Linked DNA regions of Hordeum vulgare: region 2 is linked to region 1. A link is a contact called in public Hi-C data. All regions are on one chromosome and are shown on one strand. Each heading gives the region's core, a stretch centred on a gene start, on an enhancer-like site or on the middle of the called end of the contact. The rest is flanking DNA. Distances are from core to core; before and after follow the strand shown.

The links. Hi-C and Micro-C count contacts between places; a contact is called where the count stands out from the background.
Region 2: a Hi-C map of leaf shows a contact between it and region 1, with 3 times the contacts expected there. The contact joins two enhancer-like sites. A contact is called at or near these places in 2 of 6 Hi-C or Micro-C datasets (leaf and seedling).

The regions. Positions count from the first base shown.
Region 1 is chr6H:511,329,332-511,333,632 of MorexV3_pseudomolecules_assembly, reverse strand. No RefSeq gene overlaps it. Among protein-coding and RNA genes, the nearest start is that of LOC123400959, 77 kb to the left of the region's middle. Within about 2 kb of position 2,747, at least 1 of the 3 cell types and tissues checked has open chromatin away from gene starts, as enhancers often do. A contact at or near this core is called in leaf, where this site is marked.
Region 2 is chr6H:511,784,822-511,789,599 of MorexV3_pseudomolecules_assembly, reverse strand. No RefSeq gene overlaps it. Among protein-coding and RNA genes, the nearest start is that of LOC123403269, 79 kb to the left of the region's middle. Within about 2 kb of position 1,964, at least 2 of the 3 cell types and tissues checked have open chromatin away from gene starts, as enhancers often do. A contact at or near this core is called in leaf, where this site is marked.

The DNA of each region.
Region 1 (4,301 bases), core at 1,498-3,997:
ACGAGAACTATACCTCGTTTATGGAAAGAGTTCCTACCGCCTAGCCTGAAGGTTTTGTTTGACCATACTATATTGGGACGACCCATTTCTTAGCGCTCGTTGGTGAGTTGGCTGTGTGTTTGAATGCGGTTTTCTTTGTTTTTCTTTTGGTTTCTTTGTTTCTTCTCCGATATTCTTCGTTTTTTCTAGTGTTTTCATTTTTTTATATTTTTTCTTTCTTTCTTCGGTTTCATTGATTTTTTCTTCCTTTTCCTGGTTCCTTTTTTATTCCTTTCTTATTTTTCAACTTTTTTCTTTATTTTTCTTTATTTCTTTCTTTGTTTTCACAATTTTTCATTCTTTTCTGAGTGGTTTTATTCGGGATTTTTTTTGGGTTTCTATGTTTATTTTTTGGTTTTGGTTATTTTTTGTCTTTTTCTTTTCTTTATATGAAAAAAACATTTACCATGTATTTTCAAACGTTAAGTATGTATGAAGATATTTTTTATGTATACAGAAAATATACAGTGTACACTAAATAAAGACAGGAATAAACACATATATTTTGAAATGTTAATTATATATTTTTAATAAATTCATATAAAAATGTTTCTTGATGTATAAGAAAATATTCGTTGTGTGTGGGAAAATGTTTATTGGAACTAAAAAATGTTCAGCACACATTTTTTATACGCATGGAACATTTTTCTATACATATTTAATATTTATCAAATGCTTCATTATTATTTTTACATATTTTATTAATATTTTCCAAATGCTTTATTACATTTTTAATATATGATCAAATTTTTATACACATTATATATTTTCTATGTATTTTTCGTATACATGAAAAATAATTTGTCTATACACATTTAACGTTGTTCAAATTCTTTATTAACATTTTGCAAATGTTTTACCTAAAGTGCTTTCTGTAATACGTATATTTAGAATATTTTTTAGTATGAAAAAGAAGTAAAAAAGTGAAAAACACAGAGAAAACGAGGCTGTGGCCTGTGGCCTCCCGGGCGCTGGGCCGTCCAAGTCTCGCACTCGCCCAGACAAGGCTGCCCTATGTCCCGCTACATGTCAGACATTGGCGTGCCCCGGGGGAAGTCATGTTCTGCTTCTGTGCTCATCTTAGTTTGAGATGAACAGTAAATTCTAAAAATATATTTTATTAAAAAAATCGCAACGGTTGAATTTTTTTCTCAGTGCTTGTAGAATATCATCTAAAAATGACATCGTAGAAGTCGTAAAAAAACAGTAGTCTAAAATATTATCAAAAATAACAATTTTGGAGCATCAATTTTTTTATTTTTGCTACGACTTCTACAAATGTTATTTTTTGATGAAATTTGTGAGCACTGAGAACTTTTGTCGATGTTTGCACAAAAATATTCAGAATTTTGTGAACATTGTTTGAATATTTTTGGATGGTACTGTTTACCCCGAGCTCATTTGAGCTCTGGCTCAAAAACATCACGTCCGCGCCCCGGGTGGAATGCACACCGAGTTTCTCTTGGCCATCTTCTCTCCGTCAGTAGTGTTTAACCGAACTTTCTGCCGGGTCCTGAGTTCTCTCGCCAGCACACATGGATATTTCTGAAGACCAACTCAACATGATCAGAGTAAGTGTGCCCAGCTAGCTTGATGCAGTCACGCTACTCCCATACGAAGTGACATCTGTACATCAGCATTTCGGTGTCGTGGAAGTGGTCTCTTTCGTCATCTACGTAGGTCTCATTACGCATGTTCTTATTTCCCGTCAAGTTTACATCAACAACAGTCATCTTGAACACATCAACCTCTCCTAATCTCCTTAATGCCTAGTTTGGTTAAGGGGGATTGGGGAGGTTTTGAGAGAGAGGGATTTCAGAGAATTGGGTGAATCCCTTTCTTTTACCCAATCCTCTCAAATCCCCGGGACTTTGCTTTCACTAGTCCCTTCAGGAGAATTTTGAAACACATGGATAGGAAGGGATTGAAGGGGAACAGAGAGGATTGGGCTAAGCAAACCCCTCCTATCAAATGGACGCCCGAGGATTTATGGGGTTTCTGACCCTCCCGAGGATTTTCCTATCTAAACCTCCCCAATCCCCTTAACCAAATGAGGCCTGAAAGGGATTGAAATGGATTTTGACCTAGAGGGGATTTAATCCTCCCCAATCTACTTCAATCCCCTTCAAATCCGTTGCAACCGAACAAGGCCTAATGCACATCACTGCTTGGCCTTTTTCCCCCTTTTTTCTTTTGCGGAACAGGCAACGGGAAGTAGTTCATAAATTCTTTCAGCATCATCCAGGACATGTTCCCGGATCAAAATGTCAAACTTGTCCCAATCTGTCTCACGAGAACCAGTTCCTCTGCAGTAATCCTGTTATTCTCTTCAGAACACAGTGGTCACTCACAACTATACTATTCCAATATTCCAACTGCTGCCAGTACTCCTATAATTATCACTAGGGAGATAAACTAAACTACCAGTGCTTACTAGTTTATCCCCCCGTCGATCGTCGGTTCGGCCATGCTAATCACACCACCACCAGCTCCCCATTTTCTCTATCAAATCATCAGGTGGACCAAAATGTCCTGCCGCATTGAAACAGCCATGACTAGAACCGCAGATTACACAAATCCCGAGCCAATTGATGGCTTGCATTAAGAAGCTAAAGCTAAAGAGTAAGGAAAGCACGGCGTCACCTAGACCCTAAAACCCAACGGCCACGCCCACGCCCACGCATCACTCTCCAAGTGCGTCCGGTGGTTGTTGCCGGATAGCAGCAACTCACCACACTACTATCTTGCAACCTACGCCATGGCTGAGCTTGCTAGCAGCTCGTGTTATGGGAGCAGGTGCGACGGCGACGGCGAACCCAAACCGGAGCCTGCAAAGAGCATAACATTGGTGGTGGTGGTCAGTTGCTTTTCCGATCTTGCTCTACTCTTGGTGGCAAAGGGAGCTGGTTCCATGTGCCGGGAGGAATAAAAAGAGGTCGTCAGTTCGAGGGGCCTGGAATAGGTCTCGTTTATGTTAGAATTTAATTAATCATGTAATTAGTTAAATTAATCTCTACTTGTAACCGCACGTGAGTCCCTCCCACGATGCGGAACCGACGTATTGTTCCTGAAGCGTCGCTTCCAGGAACCGTCTTCCCCTGACATATAAGTGTTCATCATCAAGGAATAAAGTTGAGAGTTGATTCATTTACATCTCTCTCTCGATTCGATCACAACACGTTATCAGCACTGCTCTTCCAGAACGTTTTCGAAGAGATCGAGGAGATCGACAAGCAAGAAAGCAAAAGGTGAGAAGGATGCCTCGCTCAACGCCGACGAACCTTCGCCGCCTGCAGCAGAACTACGTCCGTCGTCGCCGCCTCGCTGTTCTCCACCGCAGGTTTGGAGAGCGCCGCCGCTTCGACGGTCGGCGCCTCGGAGAGGGTCGCTACATCGGCCGCCGCCACGGCGCCGGTGGCTACCGTGCGCTCCGCCAAGGAGTGCCCCGTTTCCACGGCCTGGGCACCCGCTCCCTGAGCGGTGCTAATCCGGCGGACGGCGCCGCGTCCCTCGCCCCGCTCGCGCTGGGGGCCCTCGACTGGCTCCTCGCCGGCCCTGCCCCGCCAATGCTTGGGGCCGACGCGGCACAGTGAGCACCGCCGCCGGGTTTTTGGTGCTCTGCCCATGGGTGGGTCATCTGCCCACTTCATGGGGACGACGCCGCCGCCGTCGAGCAGGCGCCCGGACCCCTCTTCGAGTTGGGCTCCACCAGCTCCGCGGCTGTCGACTCCAACTCCGTCGCGCCGCGCCTCCCGTCTCCGACCCCGGCGGTTGTCGAGATGGGGAGCGGCTCCTTCGCGCCGCGCCTCCCGTCTCCGACCCCGGCGGTTGTCGAGATGGGGAGCGGCTCCACCGCGCCCGTGCCTGCGCCAACCGGGGCCTCCGCCTCCGCCTTCGCTTTTGGCTCCGCTGCCCGCAGCTTCTCTTGCACGGCGGCCGTCGACGCCATCGCGCCCGCGGCGCCGGCTACCCCCCGCGCCTGCCGTCTCCAACGCCGGCCACCCCCGCGCGCCTGCCATCCGCAGCACCGGCCGCTACTCCGCCTCGCCGCCGGTTGTTGCCCTTTGGCTTCGCGGCCTCGAGCCCTCCGTCGAGCGGCCGCGCCCCGCGCGCTGGATCCTGGAGCCCGACCTCCCTTGGGCTCGCGAACGGCGCCTCGCCTGGCTCCTTGCCCTCGGGCGGGACTTCCGACGAAGATGAGGACGAGCGCGGCGGAGGCTCTCTCGCCCGTCCCTGGTGAATGCTACGAAGTAGCACGCGCA
Region 2 (4,778 bases), core at 715-3,214, 460 kb before region 1:
GAGACTTTGTTAAGTGTTAGTCGACTGATTTCTAGCCACACCCAATAATAAAATCAAACCGTCACAACAGTCAATACTCAAGCTAATACTCTCTTCATAAACTAATATAAAAGCATTAAGAACATTATCTTAATAATTTAAACGTTTTTAGAGCAATTACATCCGGTCGATCTAAACGGACGACGCTTTTGTTCGGATTTTTGTCCGTTTGGATCGGCCCACCGAACACCAATGTTCGTTTTCGCATTTGGAACGCTGGTCCGATCCATTTTGTGACAATGCGTAAAAAAATGTAGACATTTATAAAAATAAAAACAAATATAAATTAAACATTAAAGCCGGTCACGAAGACCGACGATAGTCCACATGTCCTCATTACATTATAATTTAACATTAAGAAAACTAAAATGCATGCTACCCTAGGCGTCCTCGTCGTCGGCGTCGGGACCGGTGAGGTCGGGCTGTGCCGGCGCGGGGGCGGGACCGCGGGAAGTGCTGGTGGCGGCGGTAGCGCAGCTCGGGCGCGCTCCTCCGTCAAGCACATCACCCTCCTATGCTCGAGGTAGGCGACCTCCTCCGAGCGTAGCACGCGGATATAGACGACGGGGCGCTTGCCCTTGTTTTAGCTGGTGCCGGCCATGGTTGCTCGCTAGGTTTGATCGCCGACGAGGAAGCAGAGAGGTGGTGAAATAAGGACGGGGTCTCGAAGAAGATGAGGCCGAACCTGCCGCACGTTCGGATTAAAAAAGGCCGACCGCGATCGCTGACGCGTGGACCTGCAGAGGTGGCGGTCATTAATTAAATTGACTGCGGATAGTTGGGCGATCGATGGATGTGGATAAGACGAACACCAAAAGGGTGCGCGCATCTCGCGTCGATGCATTTCAGTCTTAAATTAAATTTAAAAATGTATCGGCGCGGATGTCGTTTGTTAATGGTTGCACATTAGGCCCTGTTTGTTTCATAAGTCCTAAGACTTTTTTAAGTCCCAACTTATAAGTCATAAGTCCCTACCTGTTTGTTTAGAAGGACTTATAAGTCCCGAGTCCCTACCTGTTTGTTTACAGGGACTTATAAATCCATATTACACCTAATAAAATACACTTTGTTCACATAACCATGCGGACCAGAAAACTCCAGCGATGCAGAAACGGGGCGACGGGGGGGGGGGGGGGGGAGGGGGGACGAACCGAGGCAGAAAACGGGACGACGGGGCGACGACGGGGCGGGGCGGCGACGGACCGGGTGGCGACGGGGCGGGCGGCGACGTGGCGGTGGGGCGGCGGCGACTGGGGCCTGCGAGCGACGAGGGGTAGGGCGGCGGCCACTCGATCGATGCGGGAGACTTTTTCCGCGGGCTACCGAGCAATAAGTCCCAATAAGCTCCTACTAGAGAGTCTTATTTGATAAGTCCCAAATCATCATAATAAGTTTCAATAAGTCCTTTGTGTTTGGTTTAGGTGGGACTTATAGGGACTTTTTTAAGTCCCAAAACCAATAAGTCCGTGGAAACAAACACCCTCTAAGCGGAGGCGAATTCAAACACACGACAGCGAATGAATGACCCGCTGCCTATACGTATCTGGAATGCACACAAATACTCCTTGGTCCTTGCAACTTGAGCCAGAAACACTGTAGAGGATCGATCACTGGAGAGCACAGTACTCCCACCACACAGCCACAGGCGGCCAGGACACGACGGGACATATGCTCGGCCTCGTCGCCACGCCCCTGCAATCCATCAATGGGGGGCCAGTGTCTTCATGATATCTCAAGGCAAATACACCATCACGAGCCGCGATCTACGTACTCCCCTACGCCCTACACCACCACCTAGCTCACAGCTCGCCCAGCCGATGGACGCTGGCTTTGATGACCGGCTACAGCCTACAGGTACAGGCACAGGCACAGGCACAGTGCCACGCCTCCGCCCTCCTGGCAGAGGCGCTGCAGCTCGACGTCTACTCCCTTCTACAGGCTTATCACTGTATGATCATACATGCAGACAATTCCCTCCTCTCTTTTCTAGTAGATGCGGCCGGCCCGTGGCCTTGCTTTCGTTTCGTTTCGTCTCTCTTTATTTCTTTATTCGTTCATGTGCTCTCGTTGCATTGCATGACGGGAGCAGCGCAGAGCAGCCTTCGCTGAGAAGCTTGGGTTGTGTGTGTGTGGCGTGTGCACTGTGCAGACGCGTGATGCGACCGTTGGAGTGTTTCCCCATGGTGGTCTAGATGGCTGCGGCTAGTCAATGCGGCAGCGGCCAGCGGGCACGTCACCTGCTGCGCGCTGCATGCATGAACACCGGGCATAAAATGCGTCGGGGTGGTACGGCGGGGCGATGCCGGACGTGCTGGATACCGCGGCTCTACGTATGTTTCCCGTGGGTGCTACACACACAGACGGAGGTGACACCGGGCCTGCAGAGAACGCCGGGGCCTGGAGTCCGGGAGCTTGATGTGCCCCGATGTGATCATGGGCAGTAAAACAAACGAAAGAAAAGGTGTTGCAGCAGACATGAGTAAGGGGCTGTTTGGTTCCTAACCACACCTTGTCACACTTTGCCATAACTTAACTTAGGCAAATTTAATCAAGTTAGGTGGGTGTTTGGTTTTAGCCAAACCTAAGGCAAGCATTTTTTAATGAATACTAAACCCCACATGTCATAGACACAAAAATTGTGGCAAGATTTTCTTAGACAAGCCAATGTGTGGCTAACAGGGGCTGTTTGGATTGTGACTATCTTTGTCATATCTTATCATATTATTTTTGTCACACTTGCCACACTTGACTTACTTCTGTCCACACATGTTGCACGTTAATTATTGATAAGCGATCGACGTATGACCGATCAAAGTTACTCCATCCGTGAGCTTGCTATATACTCGTACGGCTGTCCGGCCACGTAGGGGCGTGGTTAAGGTCAGTGTCAAATAGAGATATGGATTGGCTTTCAGGGTTTTGCCCAAACAAATGGACTGAGGGCATCCTGAAAGGCGTACATCAAACAGATGTTCTTCCAATCCTCTACTTGTCCGTTCAAGAATCAACGGCTGTGGTGCGATCCGAGGCCAGAGTTGATGGTGTCTGCAGGTTGTCCAGAACTCCAGACACCGCCTGGAGCTCCTTAATTTGGGGCAAACAACGGGATTTTGCCCATATCCGTGGACCACGGGCAACTGAGGGATAGCCTTGGAGGCAAATTATCCAAACCGCTCGGTGCAGTCGTATAACAGGGTTTTGATGAGCCGCTTTGAAAATGTCCTATGTTTGAAGAGTATTGTTGGGTGTTGTTTTCTTATCCGAGCAGTCGTTGAACTGTTGGGTTTGAAGAGTATTGTTGGGTGTTGTTTTCTTATCCGAGCAGTCGTTGAACTGTTGGGCTAGACATAAAAGCATCTACAGCCAAACTCAAATGACTCCTTCATACGCCCGTAATGACCGAATAAAAAAAGGATGTGAAAAAAATGACCCAACCAGATCCTCATATCATTTCTATACGTTCGGTCTGTTTGCGAACGATCATATTCATTGAAAATATGAGAAGGATATGAAGGCTTACGAAAGCGGCCAGACGCCCAGCGAGTTCACCACATAGGACCTGACCATATTTCAAATCTTTTTTTTTTCTTTATTCATTCTTTTTTCTCTTTCTCTTTGTCTACATCAATCACGTGCAAGTAACGGACAAATAAGGAACTCGTCCGGTCACTAATCGAACCCGTTTGCTGGCGTTAGAGGAGTCATATTTGTAATGTCCAGTTGTAGATGCTCTAAGGGCACATATAACCGGACCCACTACTCTGTTCCTAAACGTCCGACGGCCAATGTCCGATCAAAATATAGTGGTCCAACCGAATACCTTATTTCATCCCTATACGTCCAGACTTACCGGCACCCGTCAAACCCGTCTCAAATATGAGAACGATATGAGGGTGCTTGTACACCTCGACTTGACCCCCACATACAACCACTCAAGCTTGGCGGGAACGGTCGGGCAATTTGGCTAATAGCGTTGTTCTACTGAGCCGCGCTATTGGTAATTCTGTAGTAATAGCGCCTCTTTGTGACGCGCGCTGCTGCTAATTAGCAGTAGCGCCCCTTCTTATCCGACGCTACCGCTAAGATTTTGTGTATAAGGTTTTTTCGTAGTAGTGAAAACTTCTTCCTCTATGCTCTCTCTCTGTGACTCTACGCCGGCTCCAAATGTGCAAGCTTCACTTTTGTTTTGTGTGTGAGTGCGGGGGTGTCGAAGTTCTGCGTGGCTGATGTTTGGACTCCAGCAAACCCCCATGGTTTACTTCTGGTTTACAGAAAAATACACATATATACTGGTTCATGAACAAATACGAAACAATGTTGGATGGATTACGATGTTCTGATAGCTCGATTCAAACGTTCGCGGGAGGTTCCGGGTCTATGTTGGAGATGCCCTAATTAAACGTGAGAATGGTTATTAAAAAACCGGGTGTAACGGTTCGGTTCTTACTTTGGGTTTGATTGGTTCAGGTTTTATTGGGTTGAGATTTTTTTTAGTTTGGTTTTGGTTTGGGTATGTGGAGAAACCAGTTTGGGTATAGTTGGTTATGGGTTTAAACGGTTTGGTTATTAGCGGTTATAAACTATGGGTCCAAACCGGTTTCTATGCATTGGTTATATGCAATAATCAACGACGACCGAGAACGAGTATCTTTGATCCGCGTGCATGCTGTAAGCACTATGTAATTATGTATTACTAGTAAAGGGCCCGTGCGTTGCAACGGGACAAAGAAATGCGTGAT